Linked DNA regions of Mus musculus: region 2 is linked to region 1. The links are chromatin contacts, called in public HiChIP or PLAC-seq maps. All regions are on one chromosome and are shown on one strand. Each heading gives the region's core, a stretch centred on a gene start, on an enhancer-like site or on the middle of the called end of the contact. The rest is flanking DNA. Distances are from core to core; before and after follow the strand shown.

Region 1 (6,668 bases), core at 1,401-3,900:
GCTTATTTTTGTAATCAGCAATAGAAATGGAACTAAGACACTGCCATGTGCCCTGCCAAGCTTGATGCAAGAGTGTAAGTTGGCTCCACAGACTACTTTCTCTCTCTGTGTATCAAGAGTGTAAGTGTTAAATGCTCTCTTGGTTTTGATTTGTCACTTCCCTTGTCCTTAGACTTCTAAAAAGACCTCAAATGTGCTTTTTCATAAAGAAGCATGACAGTTTTGAGAAACAATTGTCCCAATTCAATGAAACAGGATTGAAGTGTTTGGCGTTGTGGAGAATGAGGGAAGCGAATGGCTGGCTTGGGCTCCTCGGTATGGGAGGCACAGTGAGGCGGTGCCAGCACTAGCATGTCTCTATAGGAACACACATATATCCTCCCCGTTGTCTCCCTCCTGGACAATTCTCACTGCTTTCTCTACCAGTTTTCTCTACATCCCACTTGTGTACTACATTGCTGATGATCTCTGCTGCTGGAGTACAATTTCAAGAGGACAGTGCCCATGTTATGTCCTAATAAGTGTATTCCAAGGCAATCATTGAGTAAATTGTCTTATTAGGTTTAGATAATCTATAATGCTATGGTTGGGATTACTTGAAGCCAGAATAAGACTCTTGCAGCGTCTTGGACCCATCCTATCTCACTTCATTACCCTAGCCTACCCTTTCTTATCCTCTCCCTCCATACCCTACCCACCCAATCTTATTTATACATTATATCCTGTCCTGTCTTGTCTTAGCAGGTATTACACCATCACTGTCATTTATATCTGTCTTCCCTGCGAGTGTAGGAGCCTTGTAAGAGAAAGAGCAGAATTCTGTTCTATCGTCCACTGGTGTCCTGTGGCCCAGCATAGGAATCGCTCACTGAGAAAACAGATCTTTGTCATGACTTGAACAGTAGTCCAGTGTCTGCTTCCTCAGCACATCTCACATGTGATCCGGTGATTGGTTGCTCAGTGGTCTGCGCTGTCTGTCCCCTCTGCAGCTCCTTACCACTAGTCTCATTCCATTCGCTCCTTTTTAAGATGATGACAGCAACCTCTAGACTAGAGTATGAGCCTCCCAGCTTGTCTTGGCTGCCTCAGACATGTCTGAAGCAGAGACTTGATCCCATTTTGTTTCCCCTTGACTAGAACTCGGTCACTAGAACCCCAAATTTCATTTTCTAACCTTTGAATCATATATATATACATATATATATATACATACATATATATGCATATGTATATATATGTATATATATATATATATATACACACACATACACACACACACACACACATATATATATGATATATATGTATGATATCCAATATATTGATCAAGTTTCTTCTCCATTGCTCTCCAGGCTCATACGGTCTGACTTTCAGCTAAGCCCTACTGAACATACCTGTGTTTTTTATCTTTGGTCATTGGTCAAGCTCCCCTCCTCTTAGCTTGCCCTTTCCCATCTCTCCAGGCATAATTACTTACCCAGCAAACAATCTACAATGGGTACCAGTCCCACCCCCACACTCATCCCAGAATTGCAGAGAGAACGTTGCACATCTGTGTGTTCAAGATGCTTGCGTGTCACTATAGTAAAGACACTGTCCCTATTTCCCAGGGCTCAGGGATCACCCTCTCTACAGAACTATCTTGGCATCAATGACATGTAATTACCACTCTGTGAGTTAAACTAGCTGAGAATCTCCCATACACTTTAATAAATCTCCCAGTTAGTGTCCAGCCTCACCGCTGCATTTCCTTTCTTGGATTTATTAATACCAGTTCTATATCCAGTTCCCCGATGGGAAAAAATGCCATGTTTGGCAAAGCAGTGTGACCCAAGCGTGACTAATGTCCTCTGTGGATAAGCCATTCTGGGACACAGAACATTTTCCTTTTAAAATGGCATGCTTTACTACTCCCAGATAATTGCCAGGGCAGTCCAACGCAAAGATAGGAAACTCCACAAAATATCTCATCTTGCTTTCCCACTGTAGCAAAGATGTTTGTCGGCCAGCTACAGCAGAGTACCAGGAAGAATCATTCTGTACTGATCACCTCAATTGTGACTGTTCTTCTGTTCCATAAAGTCTCTAACGCCCCTGCTCTGTTCTTTTGGAGTTCTTAAATATAGAAAAATGCCATCAAGACTTACTGGGAGAAAGGGGAATTTAAATCGAAAAATCTAATTTTTCATGAGAGTTGTGGAAAAGGCTAAAACATTGTGATCACACTTGAATCTATAAACCTGGGCATTAACACGTGTAATTCCTTTCAGTTTATTGTTTACCAAACAGCCAGCGTTGGGTAATAAACACTCGCTAAGCGTGCTCAGATTTTCTTTACTCTCTGTCACTTTATATCTACCATTAATTAAATGTCCTTCCCATTTGCGAGCATTTCAAAGTTTCCCACTGCCCTGGAGAAGGAATTTAAAACCGTCAGGTGCACTACTCTAGCGCTGCAGTTTCTCCTGATAGCACAATTCTGTTTAGAGAGTTGTTGCTTAGTGTTTCTGACCAGTTAGGAGGAATTCCCAAGTCAAGAGTAACCTTGGGTAAAAATCAACATGTTGAAATATCACCTTGTTCTGCTTACTGCGTGATCTCAGCTTTCCTCGAATAGTATAGAAAGCAACTTTTCTCGGCCGCCGCTGCTTTTCCCCCATTCTTGGGTTGCCCCCTAGTGGTTTCCTTGACTTATAACTATGCTGCTCTCCTCCAATTCTCCGAACCCAAAAGGGACTTTCTGGTGGCTCTACTAAGTATTTGATTTAACTTTGTCTTTTCCACATCTTCTCCCATTTACAAAGGGGACATCCAAACACAGCCTCTCCCTTTTCCCTTGAAGGTAAGCAATGTGCAAAGTAGTCCAGGCACTTTGTGACGATCGATGCATTCTACTGACCGCGGTGAAATCCTTCCTAGAAGTTTCCATTGTGGCTTTGCTTCAGCGCTGTTTTCCACTTGCCTGGCGTTCACTTTCTCTGTCAACATTGGCGTGATGCCAGGTAATCTAGGGGTGCATGGATGACTTAAAGGCTGTGTTGCACTTTGAAAATGCCAATTATATATGCTGAATGCAGCTGGGCGCGAGTCCCATACTCTCATCCATAATAAACAAGTTAGCACTCTGGGGGCTCCCCCGCAGTTGGTCCCAGACTTCTTGGCTCCATCTGGATAGTTGGAACTGTGACTTGTTCACGCCCAACCATTTGAGCTTCATCCAAATGCCTTGGAAAGCCTTTGAGATCCTGTAGAAAATGAAGGAGAGGCCTGATCTGTGAGTGTCAATGCCTGACTCTCTGCTGGATGTTAGATCCCAGACATCTGTACCAGGAAGCTCAGTGCAGCAAACATTACTAATTTAAAGCCTTATTGGCTCATTAAAGAGTACCAAGAAGTTCTCAGAATTTAAAATGGTTTTATTAAAAGATTTTTCAAGAAAAATCTTACTTTTGTTAAAATCTAAATTGTAAGAGGACAGTCGATCACACAAGCTGATGCTATTTCCTCTCCAGCAACACAGGGTCTGCAGAATTGGATTAGAGACTTCTCCCAGCAAGGTTGGAGTACTGGGGATGGAGAGATGATTAGGGACACCTGCTGCTCTTGACAAGGACATTGGTCCAACTCCTAATACTCACATTGGCCAGTTCTCAATGGCTCACAATCACCGGTCACTCCAATTCCTTGGGATTCAACACCCTCTTCCTGTCCTCTGTGGGCATCTATATGGACATGGCGCATATACATACACGCTGGTAAGCACATACACTCAACATTTAAGAGTAGAGTGAGTATAAAGCAATCAGTGGGGTAACAGTACATGGTAGGAGGATACTTACTTCTTTGTATTTATAGAACGTGCTGTGTGCAAGGCACTCATTTAGGTAAAACTGAAATGGTGCATGCCCTTGTGAACGTCACATAACCACTTCCAATGAGATAACATATGAAAAATGACCTCATCTTTAGAGATGTGCACAGTCCAGTAAGATAAGGGATCTTGTGTTCTACATGACTGTGGAAAGGAGAGCCAGGATCAATGCACGGACCCTAAGGGACACCTGTTTGTCTTCAATGAAAGAAAGACTCAGTTACAATCAGCACTGGCCACAAACAGAGTGACCAGCGGCTATAGGGAACGAAGGGGCATGGCCTGCATGGTTCCTCTCGGTGGAAACAGTTTGTAAGATATTTGGAACTTAGTACAGAGAATTTCTGCAATGTTATCAAGGAGGGAATAGGTGGAATCCATGGTTCCTTCTGCTACTCAGTTTCAACACACTGGGGATGTGATGGAAACTGGGTCATTGCCATGGCTGGATGTCTTGTTAACAAGGGATCGCGAGAGCATAGCTATAAGATCTGTTCTCGATCACAACGACCAAGAGCCACAGATTGCTGACGTCTTCTGCCTCTAGCAATTAAGTGCCTGACTCTGGATCTGCCCAGGCTCAGGCAGGGGCCAGGGTAGGGGAGATCCTGTCAGGCTTCTAAAAACTAGGAGTCTGCATCTAAGCAACCAGTCACAAACATGAGGTGGTGTGGGTAATAGTATACATATGATTCATTTAGCTCTTATTTTTCTTACTTTAATATTTCCAATCATAAAAAATATGGAAAAAATAAACATCCTTAATTCTGTCTTATAGATGAGCAGACTGAGGAGCTGAGAAATTAACAGAAATTAATTAATAGTGCTATACAGCCTATTTAGTAGTAAAGATAGGACTTGAATGTGCTGTCAGTGTGCTTCCATTATTCCAGGCACCTCTGACCCACACACAGTGGGGAAAATGGAAACTGGACTGAGACAGGTGAGCTATGTGTGCCTCTCTTGCCCAGGACCTATGCCCTAATCTGTAAAGGTAAAGAGGAGCGATCATAGCAATTTCTATCCCATTTTAAAGCTTCCAGTCCCAGAAACTCTGTGTTCCAATGGCTGATTAGAAATACGAGGATAAATGAGACCATGGTTTGCCCAAGCAGAGTTCACGGAAGTGGAAAAGACATGTGTTCATAAACAGGCTGCAAAGCAAAATCCTACTGCTACTAACAACTACCTCGTGCTTCAAAACCCACTCCTTTCAAAGGAGCCAAGCAAATCCTCATTACTTCCCATCAAGCATTGAGAACAGGAGGCTTGGATAAGAGAGGTTAAAGATTTCAAAGGAAAGCCAGAACACCCAGGAGAAGAGGGGATTGAAGAGAATGTGCTATGTAGCCTAAGGATCTGAAATTGTGGTGAAATCCACTTGTCCTTTGGAATTCTTAGATGCACAAGACCTGGTGAGTAGTAGTAGAAAGGGCACCTGCTAGCTCTCTGAGCTCCTTTGAGGACTAGCTAGAATATTGTATCTATTTCTATGTCTCTTTATAAAAGAAAACTTTACTAAATCCTGGCCCAGAGTCTGTGTTATGTATGGGCAATGGACTGAGGTGGAAACTTGGGTACCAGCCCTGGAAGTGTAGGAATTTGATTGAATATGGTGTCTTGACTGTATCTGCAATACAAAAGATTGTTGCTAAGCCAGTGGGCCCAACTTTCTGAGCCTTTGAAGAGTAGAATGATGGGAAGCGGTCACTCCTCCTGTTGGCCCCAGTAGATGCAGCTGAGATTAAGGTTAGATGTCTATGTCAACAGAACAACATAGAAGACAGGTTGACATACCCAATGACTTCCTAAAACAGGTGCAAGAGCAAGCCTACCTTTCAGCTTTGTGGACTGTGACTCAGAGTCTTCTATAAAGCAACAACTCCATGGTATCATGGAACCTTGGCTCTCAGTGTTAGTTTTGAAAGACTGTAGGAATAATGTTCTGATTGATCGATCATTGGCATTTCTCGAGAGATGAGGCATTGTGCCTCTTTGCCCTTTAAAATGTTTCACTCATGTGAGTTGGTGTCACCATTAAGATGAGCAGTGTGGAAATTCTGAAGAAAGATAAAAATGGATTTATTGAGGGGAGAGGGCTTAATTGGTAAAATGCTGGCTCCAAAAGCATGGGATCCAGGTTTGATCCAAGAATCCACATAAATAAGCCGGGCATAGTAGTGTATACTTGTAACCCCATGTGTTGTAGAGATGGGGACAGGCAGAATCCTGGAATTCACTGGCCAGCCAACCTAGCCTAACCTGTGATTTCAAGGCCAATGAGAGACCTTGCCTCAAATAAACACAAAGTGAGCAGTTCCTGGGAAACACACATGTATGTGCATATGTACATGCATGCCCACTTGAGTGTGCAGGGATACCTACATGAAAAACATCCATGAATGTGTGTAGATACTTCAACATCTATGCATGTACACACACACACACACACACACACACACACACACAATTCATCTACCACTACAGAGACCTGTGTATTTAGTCTGGGCATAATTGGGAAGCATTGAAATCTTTAGGCAGTAAGGTCTAGAGGAAAGAGGTTGGAGGAGTTTGCCCTTCAGTGGAATATTGTGACCCTCTCAGCTTCTTCCTCTATCTTGCTGCTTCCTGACTGCTGTGAAGTGAGCAGTGTCAGACCAAGAGGCTCAGCCTACATTGATGTCCTGCCTCACCCAGAACATCATCCATCATCAATGCTGTAGATGAGTGTAGAATGGAGCTACTAAAACTGTAAGCCACAGTAAGCATCCCTCATAATTGTTTATCTTGTATTTTT
Region 2 (6,668 bases), core at 2,276-4,775, 810 kb before region 1:
AAACTCTCAGCTCCTCCTGCGCCATGCCTGCCTGGATGCTGCCATGCTCCTGCCTTGATGATAATGGACTGAACCTCTGAACCTGTAAGCCAACCCCAATTAAATGTTATTCTTTATAAGACTTGCCTTGGTCATGGTGTCTGTTCACAGCAGTAAAACTCTAACTAAGAGAGCCATGTACCCTCTGGGAGCAATCTTGAATTAAATAGCAGTATCTCCTATCTACACATAGTAGCAACCAAAAAAAAAAAAAAAACAACTTTAAAACATGGTGTCTCAGCGGTACCTACAAGTCCAAACAAGCATGCTGGTCAACCTCAAGTGCCCTCTCTATCCTTTGGGGTGTGAACTCTCCTAAAGACACTTAGTCATTTCATTTACAATATTGAGAAACTTCTGTTAATGCTTTGTGGCCTTGAGGATTAAGGGTTTTTAAGCCTGGTTTTATTTTGGCTGTCATTTCATCACATTAGTAGCACCTCCACTATAACCTAACTGCCTTAAGTGCCATCTCAGTCTCCCCATGTTCCCTTCTCAGGTCACCCTTGTCTGTGTGCTTTTAAAGGTTCTATGTCTTGTATCTGTCTTCTCCACTTTGTCCCCTTCCCAACCTAGCAAAATGCCACTTAGCCAGATTTAGTTCATCGATCACATTGCAAATTTTACAGGTAGTTGCCTTTCCCTGTAATCTTACAATAAGCTGCATTTCTTTTTACCAAGACATTTACCATCTTGTACCATGATTATTACTTTACTGGTGCCAACTAAATGAACCAAAAGAAGAAGTCAAGAGAAATGAAGGAAGATAACAGAGAGGAAAGGAAAGGAAGGAGATGGAAATAGCAATCAGTAAAGTGCAGTCTAAACATGGAGACCTGAGTTCAGATTCCGGGCACCGACATTAAAAAGTTGGTATAGCCACACAACCATGATCCCAGCACTGTGGAGACAGGAAGATCCAGATGCTGGCTGGCTGGCCAGTCCCATCAATCCATGAGCTACAGGCTCAGTGTAAGAGCCTGTCTCAAAAACTAAAGCAGAAAATGATAGATACCTGATGTTGGCCTTGGACTTCACATCTGCATGCGTATCCATGTACCCGCACATACACACATGAACATTCACACATATAAGAAAACAGAATGGAACTGACACTTGTTGATCTTGGTACCTCCCTACCCATCTTCTGATCCTTTCTTTTCTCTTCTCTGTCCTATCTTCTTCCCTTTCTCTTGGTATCTTTTAGCTGTTGGTGGTGATGACAGGAAAATAATACTTTTGTTAAAATATTACATTAATATATTTTTACCTTACACTGAGAGATTATGAAACACTTTTTCAGAAAAGGAAACAGACTGGGAGAGACTAAGTTACTGCTCAATTGCGCATCTAGAAGTGGATCTAAAAGGTTATCTGAGTCCGAACCTGAGTTCTATTCTTCTGCCAATAGGTTTTGTAGGAAACAGGGGCTTCTAGACTCATATTTGACCATGAACACTAACTAGAAATATATTCTTTACTATTATCCTTCTCCTATCATATTGCTATATATCCCACATCAGGATCCCAACTTCTTACTATCTGTGTGTGTACCTAAAAAAATGTCTGTTTTAAACCATTAGTTAGCAAAGTGTCCTGGGAATCTAGGAAGGCCACAATGATTATGAAGATGATGTGACCTCTCTCACAATGACTATGAAGATGATGTGAGGTTTCTTCTGAGACCTCTCCTTCCAACTCGATAAATAAGAGACTGACAGACTGACACCAAGCGTGTAGTCAGTAAATAATACCAATTCTAGAAAGTAGAATATGACTAAGCAGCTAAGCATTCCTGTGCTCTTGCAGAGGACCCAGGTTTTATCCAAGCACCCACTTGGTGGCTTACAACCATTTGTCACTTCAGTTCCAGAGGATTTGAGAACATCATCTGACCCCCACAGGTACCAGACGCACGCACAGGTAGCAGACATGCATACATGCAGACAAAACATTCATACGCATAAAAAACAAAAAGTAAATCTTAAATGGATATTCTGCTTATCACCGTGTTCTGGTTATTATTCATAGCAGCACCAAAATGAATGGGGGAGAAAGAAACAATGTTTTTTCGCCTAAAGACCATAGGTGATACAATTTACATAATATAAACAGTACTAGTTCTTAACACTCTAAGCATTGCACATCAATCGCCTTTTTCTAGAGCAGAATTGATCCTTTTAAAAATGTATCTGTTTAATTTGAGATGGGGGGTGCATGCATGATCTTGATAGTGGACAACTATCAAGATCAGTTCTTCCCCTCTGCTAAGACATCTCCCTAGGCCCAGTATTGATCCTTAAGCAGGCTGCCAAGCTGCTGCCTAGTCGCTTTGTGGTTTATTGTCCTTTATTGTCCCTTAGATACTCCCCGGACTACTTAATCCTCATTATTATTGTCTCTCTATAGAAAAATCTCCCAAGTGTTTGCAACACACCTATTTTCAAATATTCTTTTGTGTAGTCTCAACACTGTACAAGCTATGCATCCTATGAGATCTGCACCTAGAACTCAGTTTGTAACCTCCTGCCTTCACTAGCAAGAAGACAGGATGCCATTCAGACACAGGCAGGTACCAAGTACTTTGAATTATCTTCCAAACCATGATCCAAACCATGGCCTCTGAGGCCAGATGCATGAGGTGAAATCTCTATTCCTTCTCTTGTTAGCTATGTAAACTTGGACAACTTATCTGTGCCTCCATTTCCAGTGAGTGAAACAAAAAAATACTATCAGTAACAAACTATTTTAATAGTTAACAAATATATGTAGGGCCATGTTTGGAATAATATCTGATGCAAAATAAGTGCTAAAGAAAGCTTAGATACCACTATCATCATCTTCTTTCATAGTGGGGTTGAAAAGAGCATTCTGAAGCCATCAGAGATAATGTATTATGGGCCATTAGCACCCAAACACAGCCCAGCTCAGGGAAAATGCATTCAGAGTAACTGAGGATGGATCCTATATAACCAGTGATGATGCCTCGAAAACATAGATGCACAGACTTACAGCATTCGCTGATGAGTGTCTGTGACTTTAACGGCTCATGAGTTGCTGTGACTGCATCAGACAGAAACTAGTTAAATCAGAAATGGCACCAGATAGTTATGAAGCAGCAAGTCTTTAAATGACGACTCTTAGCAGCATATGAAGATTATAGGATATGGTAACAAGTTAGGATTTGGGGACAGCAAGATGAGTTCCCTAAACAGGCCCACAACGACAAAACGGAACCAACCTTAGCAGACATTTGGAAAGCTTCAAACTGCACTTCTAAAATTCAAATGACTAGTTTAAAACCAACAGTGGTAATGAATCTGCTGTAAAGAATCCAACTTGCCACAGCTACCTTCGTCCCATGCAGATCACTGGCAGGGAGACCAGAGCACAGATCTTACTGAATAGCTTCTTCTGGTCTGGTCTCCAGCTCGTGCCCTCAGCCTCACAGCCCTGTGTTTTAACCAAGTGACTCAGCCAGTGGCAGGAAGGCCCAGGCGCCTGTGGCCATGAGTAATGGCAGCATAAAACACATCTGTCTGATTGGAGCTGATGGTGTCAGTTCAGTTCTGTGAAAATGTTACAGTAAAACAATGCTCCCATGAGGACAGAAAGAAGCGCCTGTTCACCCAGGACCCGAGTGATGCCTTTCTTCCTCCTCTAGCTCAGACGTGTGTGGAATTGCTTACAAGGTCTTTCTGTGCGTTCATGGGGGCCCATTTTCTTGTGCTTCTCTATACATGCCTGGGATCTACTTCAGGCCCTTGTGTATGTTAAGCAAGCACGACACCTCTGAGATCCATACCCATTTGCACCACTAATTCTTGGAGATCTTATAGAAAGAAGATTCAGGAATATGAGGCCAAATTTAATGTTTATCGGCAGCTACCAAGAATGGATAAAGTGTGCTGCATGGGGCTGGGGAGATGCTCAGAGGTTACATGTTTGTCCTGCAAGTACGAGGACCAGAGTTAAGATGCTCAGAACCCACATAAATGCTGGGTGGGCACCAGCCTCAGAAGCAAGAGAAAGGGGACTCTCGTTAACAAGCTGGCTAGGGAGATTAGTCATGTCTGCAAGCCCTGGATCTGACTTAGAGAACATGCATCATTCAGTACAGTGAAAGAGTGACTGAGCATGTTTCCTGACATCAATGTCAGGCCTCCACATGCATGCACATTCACATACATGTGACACATTATGGGGTAGGAGATGCTTTCATTTTAGCCAGGTTCCCTCTCAATCACAGCACCATGTTTCAGCAGAGGGATTCATCCATTGTTTCATTTGTTCACCTACGGTTTAATTTAAAATCCTTCACTGAGCTTCTATGGAGTGCCAGTCTCAGGGTGCAGCATTGAGGAGCACAGCCTGAGCCCCCAGAGCCTCAGACTGTCCCACATTGGCCTTTTCTTCCCATCCCTGTCCTGACCATAGCTGTGTTCTGTCTCCTGTCTTCTGTAACCTCTTTCCACTCTGTCCAGTGCTGGGCTAGTCAAGTATGGTCATGTGCCTCCCACATTCTGCAAGAGTTCTACCACATGGCCAAGTGCCCAGGGGGCACTGCGGAAAAACACTGTACTTAGTAACTTAGCAGCAAATACTTAGTGAGCCACATGACTTTATTGTGATTTTTAAAAAGACTCTGCTTTTATTATATTTCTATATACCTACCAATCCAAAATTTATCCCCCAAGTGGGTCTCTCCTCCCAACATCCTAGGAGGTTCTAGACTAATAGCTAACAATTAAATGACTAAAAACAACTGCCCTCTAAACAACGTGTAAAGGACAGCCAAGTGAGGACTGTCACAAAGGTGTCACCAAAAGCTCAAAGCAACAGAGAGTAGGACCATTTTCCCACTACCAGAGTCATTTGGGACATGGGCAGAAAATAACCCAGACCCATTGGACTTGCAAACTTTATATGCCCCAGTACAGGGGAATACCAGGGCCAAAAAGGGGGAGTGGGTGGGCAGGGGAGTGGGGGTGGGTGGATATGGGGGACTTTTGGTATAGCATTGGAAATGTAAATGAGTTAAATACCTAATAAAAAATGGAAAAAAAAAATTTGGAGGCATTACGCTCTGTCTCTTTAATGAAACATGTCATCAATCAAACAAGAATTATGTGAAACACATCAAGAACAAAAGAAAAAAAAAAAAAAAAGAAAAGAAAATAACCCAGAATCAGATCTTTAAGATTGCAAGAAATCTCATCCAATCCAATTCCCCAACTGTTTAAGTAAAGAAGCCCGGGTTCAGAAAGGGGAAAGCCCAGTTTGTACAATTTGTCTTTTGTGAGTACAGAGATAATAGCCAAGCCACCGGCTTCCCACAGCAGGTCCCATTTGTCTGTCTCACCAGTCTACCAAAGAACACGATGAATGCCCAAGAAAGCCCCTTGAGGTCATGGGTCATGGCTCCCAGTCTTCAGCAATGTGCCCCTGCCCTTCAGACTGCTCTGACTGTTTCTGCCTAGCATGCCTCTGTCTGGCTTAGACAGCTCTCAGAATTTCCTGTATAAATACATAGCTCCCTTGAAGGGCAAGTCTGCCTTCACACTGTAGAACAAAGGGACTACTCACTTCTTCTGATCAGGACTTTAAGATTAAGAACTATTAGCCACCAAACAGTCTTGGATCCTTAATTTTAAAACAAGAAGGAAAGAAGGAAAAGAGGAAGGAAGGAAAGAAGGAAGGAAAAGAGGAAGGAAGGAAGGAAGGAAGGAAGGGAGGGAGGGAGGGAGGGAGGGAGGAGAGAGGGAGGGAGGGAGGGAGGAAGGGAGGAAAGGAAGGGAGGGAGGGAGGGAGGGAGGGGAGGGAAGGAAGGGAGGGAGGGAAGGAAGGATAGGAGAAAAGGATAGGAGGGGAGGGGAGGGGAAGAAAGGAGAAGAGAAGAGAAGAGAAGAGAAGAGAAGAGAAGAGAAGAGAGAAAAGAAGAGAAAATAGAATTTGGGCTCAACTTGCATAAAATATTTATATTATAACTAAGTCCTATTGAGTCAAAAGTTGGATCCTACCACATCTTTAAGTTTGGCAAAGCTTTTGAACTTTCTATATTTAAACATGTCAATACCATGCACACTTGTATACAACTCAAGTAATAGATAATAACTAACGTGTAACACTCGGTTCTCATGACTGACTGACGAGGGAAGCAGTAATATAGTCGAGATCTCCCCTGAAGATGGTACCAAGTGCTTGGTGATACCACTGGGGTATATTGGAACTTTTAGGAAGAAGGATAAAGGGACTACAAATACAGCTCTGTCAATACAAGTGGTCAGAGGGGCTTAGGAGAGGAGAGGACTGCTCTTCCACAGGACCCAGATTAGAGTCCCAGAACCTCTATGTCAGTACACAACCATCTGCAACTCCAATTCCAGGAGATGTGACGCCATCTTCTGAATTCCAAGGGCACCAGGTACCCATGTGGTACATGCAAAACACTCACATACATTAAATTAATTACAAGAGGGGAGAGAGAGGGAGAGAAGGGACAGAGAGAGAGAGAGAGAGAGAGAGAGAGAGAGAGAGAGAGAGAGAGAGAGAAAGAGAGAGAGAGCATTAAGTGTGCTCCTCTTCCAGCAGACTCTGGTTTGGCTCCCAGTACCCACATGGTGGCTCTC

Evidence for each region. HiChIP or PLAC-seq counts read pairs in DNA pulled down with a chosen protein or histone mark.
Region 2: an HNF4G HiChIP or PLAC-seq map of pancreatic cancer cells shows a contact between it and region 1. The contact joins two enhancer-like sites.

What each region holds. Positions count from the first base shown.
Region 1 is chr7:89,496,138-89,502,805 of GRCm38.p6, reverse strand. No RefSeq gene overlaps it. Among named protein-coding and RNA genes, the nearest start is that of Prss23, 18 kb to the left of the region's middle. Within about 2 kb of position 2,650, at least 52 of the 459 cell types and tissues checked have an H3K27ac peak or open chromatin away from gene starts, as enhancers often do. A contact at or near this core is called in pancreatic cancer cells, where this site is marked.
Region 2 is chr7:90,305,073-90,311,740 of GRCm38.p6, reverse strand. All of the region lies in intron 1 of Sytl2 (synaptotagmin-like 2), which reads right to left. Among named protein-coding and RNA genes, the nearest start is that of Sytl2, 6.0 kb to the right of the region's middle. Within about 2 kb of position 3,525, at least 52 of the 459 cell types and tissues checked have an H3K27ac peak or open chromatin away from gene starts, as enhancers often do. A contact at or near this core is called in pancreatic cancer cells, where this site is marked.